Linked DNA regions of Rattus norvegicus: region 1 is linked to region 2. A link is a contact called in public Hi-C data. All regions are on one chromosome and are shown on one strand. The core of a region is the stretch at or near the end of the contact, and the rest is flanking DNA. Distances in the headings are between cores, read along the strand shown. Region 1 has its middle 47 kb from the start of Slf2. Region 2 holds the start of Pax2 (paired box 2).

The links. A called contact is a pair of places that touch in the nucleus more often than the background predicts.
Region 1: a Hi-C map of liver shows a contact between it and region 2, with 1.9 times the contacts expected there. The contact joins the enhancer-like site here to the promoter of Pax2 in region 2. A contact is called at or near these places in 10 of 12 Hi-C or Micro-C datasets (the A7r5 cell line, the Rat2 cell line, frontal cortex and 5 more).

What each region holds. Positions count from the first base shown.
Region 1 is chr1:253,684,120-253,686,819 of GRCr8, forward strand. No RefSeq gene overlaps it. Among named protein-coding and RNA genes, the nearest start is that of Slf2, 47 kb to the right of the region's middle. Within about 2 kb of position 1,287, at least 17 of the 93 cell types and tissues checked have an H3K27ac peak or open chromatin away from gene starts, as enhancers often do.
Region 2 is chr1:253,564,505-253,567,204 of GRCr8, forward strand. It overlaps Pax2 (paired box 2), which reads left to right and starts at 1,418. Exons shown (of 11, transcript NM_001106361.1): 1 at 1,418-1,492. The coding sequence starts at 1,450.

The sequences.
Region 1 (2,700 bases), core at 37-2,536, 120 kb after region 2:
CACCCCCTCTGTCCTAAGTGTCTTTGACCGCCTGGACTTCTCGTTGGGTTTCGTCGTTTCTCAGTCTGCTTCTGACTGACTCTATGTTGGTGTCTGGCTTGGTGCAGACACAGGCCTTAGAGGGGGTGAGGAGCCACGATAAAGTAAAATGTTACACACAGGGACACAAGTGGTGAGCGATCAGGTGGTTCTGGGGGCATTAAAAGTCGTGGAGCTGTGCCAAGAGTGAAAAGGAGGGGTGGCTGTGAACCAGGAAGTGTGAGGAAGGTGCTGGAACCTCACTGTCCATATTGAACTTGCCCAAAGAGATGGAGGATAAAATCTCGAGCTTACACCACATACCACACACACACACACACACACACACACACACACACACACACACACACACACACACGCAGAGCGGATCTCTGATGCACATCCATACCCACTCTGGAAGACCCATATAAGGACCCCCACAGCGATACCTTCCAGATTCACACTTCAGAGCCAAGGACAGAGTCACCAGTAAAAAGTAGCTCTGCTCTCTGACCCAAGCCCTGCCTCTCCAGGTCCGCCTTACAGGGAGGGCTATGTGCTGGTGTGTGAGCCCAGGCCTCCTGAACTCAGCCTCCACTTCCACACACAGGACCACAGGGTTACCCGGCATCAACAGAGACCTAAGTGTCCATCACCGCTATGGGAAGAGATTGGCATCAACCGGGAGAAAGCCAAAAGTGAGAGACAGAAGGCCAAGAATAAAGCAGATTCAGGCAAGAGAGGCCTGAGGCTGCACCCAAAGACTGAAAGAGAAAGAGTTGAGGAAGCAGAGGCACTGGCCAAAGGACAGAAGAACGAGAGAGACAAAGAGAAGAAAGAGACTCAAAGGCCAACCGGGAGAAAGAAGAACCGCAAGCCGTGCGAGGGACGCTGCGGGCGGGCGAGCGGGAGGGCGGGCGGGGGCGCCCGGGACGCGGGAGCCGGGCCTGCGCGGGTGGCGGCAGCGGCGGAGGCTGGAAAAGCTCATTTTGCCGGTAATTTACTCTCCTGCTTTTGGGCCGCTCCGCCTGCCGCTGCCGCCCGCCCGGGCTGCCTGTTCCAATATTAGATATAAACAAGTAAACTGTGTAATGGATCACATTAAGCAGGCCTTGCGTCTTGAGGCAGGATTTAATTTGCATGGCAGATTAGCTTGTCTTCCCAGCAAGGCACCCCGGGGCACCCCGAGCTGTAATAGGATCCCGCCTCTTAGAGCCCATTAAGTCAATTGAGAGCGCCTCCTAATCTCCCTCCCCGCCCTGCACCAGAATCCCCTCCTGCCGGACTGGGAGGGACTTGTGGTGGCCAGACCCCATCTTGTCACCCTGGGTGGTGCTCCATCACAGGCCCCACCTCGCCCTTAAAGTGACAACCCCAAATCCTATCCGCTGCCCCTTTCTAACCTCGTGCCTTGGCGCCTAACCTCCGAGAAGTTTCCCTCATCACATTCCCAACATACTTGAGCGAAGGGACCACTCTCCTCTCACTTGGTCCACACTCCTCCAAACCTGCCCAAACTTCAAGCCAGCACCCCGACTTTCTTCCTCCCCTCCCTCTCCCCCATCCCCCATCCCCGCCCCCGCATGGCTTCTAAACCTTCCACCAAAGAAAAACAAAAACAAAAACAAAAAACTTCTGAACTGATGTCAAAGTCTACAGTATGTCCTATCCTGCTCTTCGATTTCTCACAGAGCGTCTATCTGTTCGAGGAGGCGCCTTTGCCTCCAGCGATAGTTAGCTGTCAAGATGGAGGTCAGAGGAGGACTCTGAACCTGCTTGGAAGCCAATGCACGAGTCACAGTTTGGTTCCAAGCTGGGGCTAAAGCGAGTTGTGATGATAGCCCTCATCGGGGGCGGGAGGGGGGCGAAGGGCCTTTAAAGTTTAGAAGTAGGGCCCACACTTGACCATGAATCCTCAAAGGAATCCTTTTAAATCAACCCCACTTTGAAGATATGGCTACTAGCACTCGGAGGAGGGAAATGACTCGCTCGAGGTCACACAGATGGGAACGGACAATTCGGGACTCAACCAAGTCTCGAGACCCTAGTGCAGAACATTGTGATACACAGTGGTACAGGAATCAGCCCCGGGAGTCCAGAGAAGAACGGGCAAGTCTGAAGGACTGCATCAGGGTCTACACCAAGATCAAGCCGTCCACGGATGCCCCACTGTACAGCAAACCCACCCTTCCTACTGGATGGACTGGGCAAACAGCGCACCCCATGGACTCGGTTAACAAGAGATGCTTCTGAGTGGACTTATTGGACCAAACAGCTTGGGACTGGAGGCGTCAAAGGTGATTTGTGGTAGATGTCGAGAAGAACTTCCAGTCTGTGGGTGTACCCCACTGTCCCCACCCCTTAGTGCTAGAGAGATGCTGAGATGGATGGGCTGGGCTGAAGAGTAGGCTATGGAGACTAAGAGCAGGGAGTGATAGCCCAGGGTGTGTGGGATGGAGCCAGGCTCCAGGAGAAGGGTCAGCACGGCTCTGCTTGGCTCACAAAGGGTCCTTGTTGTGGGTAATGGGACTCCCCTGGCAGCTTTATTTGCTGTCAGTGGCTTTTATTAAAGTCTCCAGTTTCAGACCCTCCAACCTCCAACCATTGTATGCACTCCCCGTGGGCCCTGCCCCCCAGCCCCCAGTCCCTGGCTAAGCTGACTCCAAAAAGCCTCCTGCCCTG
Region 2 (2,700 bases), core at 168-2,667:
TCTAGCCAGAGGCCTCTAGCTTGATTCCAAACCAGGCGTCTGGACTGCCCAGACTCCGGGGAGGGAGTGCGCGCCACCGCGTGTGGGACGGGAGGGGACAAACTGCTGGGCACTTTGCCCCGGAATGAGAATCAGGCGTGCGTGGATGGGAAGGTACCACAGGAGGAAAAGGCGAAAGGGAAGGACCAGAGGGAAAGAAAGGGAGGAAGGAAGACACAGGGAGAAACGGAAGGGAACTCAGAGCAAGGGTAGCCGAGTTAGGACTAAGGATGAGGACTCGCGGGCGTCTGGGATCTGCGGGCATTGGCCGGTGGATGGCAGGGCTGGGCGAGTTCGGACTGAGAGCCTGGCTTCGGAGCGCTGCGCGCTCGGAGGCCCTCTGTGGTTGCCTGAATATTCATTAGGCTGGCCGCTCTTTATCCTTATCTAACGTTTATCTTCTCGGCGAGTTTCGTTTCTCAGTGTAGTTTTAATCCGGGGCTCCCATTCCTCCTCCCCCTGGCCCGCTCCTCACCCTCCCTCTTCCTTCGCCCGCTGCTCCCTCCCGTTTCCCCCTCCCCGGCCCTCCCCTCGCCGGCACCGGAGTGACAGGCGCGGGGCCCTCCTTGCCGAAGCTCGGGGCTCCGGCGCTGGCGAATCACAGAGTGGTGGAATCTATTGCCTTTGTCTGACAAGTCATCCATCTCCCGGCGCGGGGAGGAGGAGGGGGTCTGGAGGGGGCTTTGCAGCTTTTAGAGAGACACACACCGGGAGCCCAGGCTCCAGTCTCCGGCCGAGTCTTCTTGCAGCCGCAACCCACCTGGGGCCAGCCCAGCGCTGCGGGCGCCGCTCGGCTCCTAGGCTGCCTCCCTCCCTCTTGGCCCTTCGGCCGCCGCGGCGTGCGCCTGCCTTTTCCGGGGGCGGGGGCCGGCTCGCACGCTCCCCTCCCGCGGGCGCCCGCTTGGACATCCCGGGGATTGCTACTTCTCTGCCAACTTCGCCAACTCGCCGGCACTTGGAGCGGCCCGGCTCCCCTCCTGGCGCCCTCGGGCCGCCCCCGCCCTGAGCTCTCTTGGTTCAGAGCCTCTCGGACGACGGGGTTCCAGGGGAGCTGAGTGAGCTGTCTTCCCTACCCGGCCTCAGCTCTGGCCGCAGCTGGCGCGCGAGCCATGCGCCCCCAGTGCCCCTTGGTCCAGCCGGTCGCCCGGGGGCTGCTTTGCTGACTGCCCAGCCGCGTGCCCCAACGGTGGCAAGTTGCAGTCGCTGCGGTTGCAAACCCCAGCGGGCCCGGAGGAGTCCCGGCGTGGAGCGCAGCGCGGTGCCCCCCGCCCTCGCTTGCCCCCCAGCAGCCGGGCGCCCGCTCACTCTCCCTCCCCCACCGTCCCTTCCTTTTCTCCTCAAGTCCTGAAGTTGAGTTTGAGAGGCGACACGGCGGCGGCGGCCGCGCTGCTCCCGCTCCTCTGCCTCCCCATGGATATGCACTGCAAAGCAGACCCCTTCTCCGCGATGCACCGTGAGTACCGGCGCCCGGCTCCTGTCTCGGTTCCAACCCCACGTAGCCCCAGCGCGGCCCGGCCCCCTGAGCTCAGGTCTCACCCTAGAGGCCACACTGGCTTTCTCCTTTCGTTCTATTTCTCTTACCTAGTAGTTTCTCATGCCTTCAGCCACTGTTCTGTTTTTTGCCACTCCGTGCTTATGGTTCTGCCTGCCTCTCTACCTTCCCTAGTGTCTCACCTCCCTTGGCTCCTTCCACCTGCTTCTCCTTACCTCGCAGGACCCATAACCCTGGGCCCAGGTTCCAGCCACCCATTCCCTAGTCAGCCTTTGCCCTGGACTGAGGGACTAATTGGCAGCAGTTTTCAGCTCTCTCTCTTTCTCTCTCTCTCTCTCTCTCTCTCTCTCTCTCTCTCTCTCTCTCTCTCTCTCTCAGTGTCCCTCTCCTCCCTCCCTCATCTCTACCTTCCTCAAACTTAGAGTTGTGGGTAATCAGGAGGAGGCTCCTAGCCTGGACAGCCTCGGTGTCAGGACAATTGTACGGGAGATCCTGGGGGTGTGACCCCCTTCTGAGCCTCAGCTCCCAGCATCTCTTGCTCCCCCCAGCTTAGTTAAGACTTCCTGGGGGCTGCTTTGAAATATCTCATCCTTTCTTTCACCTTCACCTTTCCCTTCCCTTTTAGCCAGGAACACAAGGGTAGCAGGAGAAGGTGGTCACTTTTCTTGACTTTGCCCAGTGAGGTGATCGGTCTAAAACAAACAAACAAACAAACAAACAAACAAACAAACAAACAATGAGGGATTTTGAGGAGAAATCAAAGTCAGGAAGAGAGCTAGTAGTAGAGCCTTCCAAGTCAGCACTTGCCTGCCTCCACTCTATGTCGAGGACCAAGCAGCCAGCGCCCTAGCCAGGGGTTCAGCAAGAATGAAAAAAAAAATAAGAGGGAAAGAACAAAAGAAAGACAAATGCCAAGACTGAGGAGAAAGGAAAGAGAAATCAAACCAAGAAAGGGGAAAAATCAAGGAAAGAAAATTAAAAGGATGTGGGGGGGGGGAGAAATAAGAAAATAGGAAAGGGGGAAATATCATAATGATATTTGAATGTATCTAATTCATAACGGGTCTTTAGCTCGGAAAACTATTTGTCAGGTATTTTCCCTTGCTTAAAAAGATAAATAATATTCCAAGTAGAAAAGCCCTCCCCATCTATAGATTAATAATTAAGGA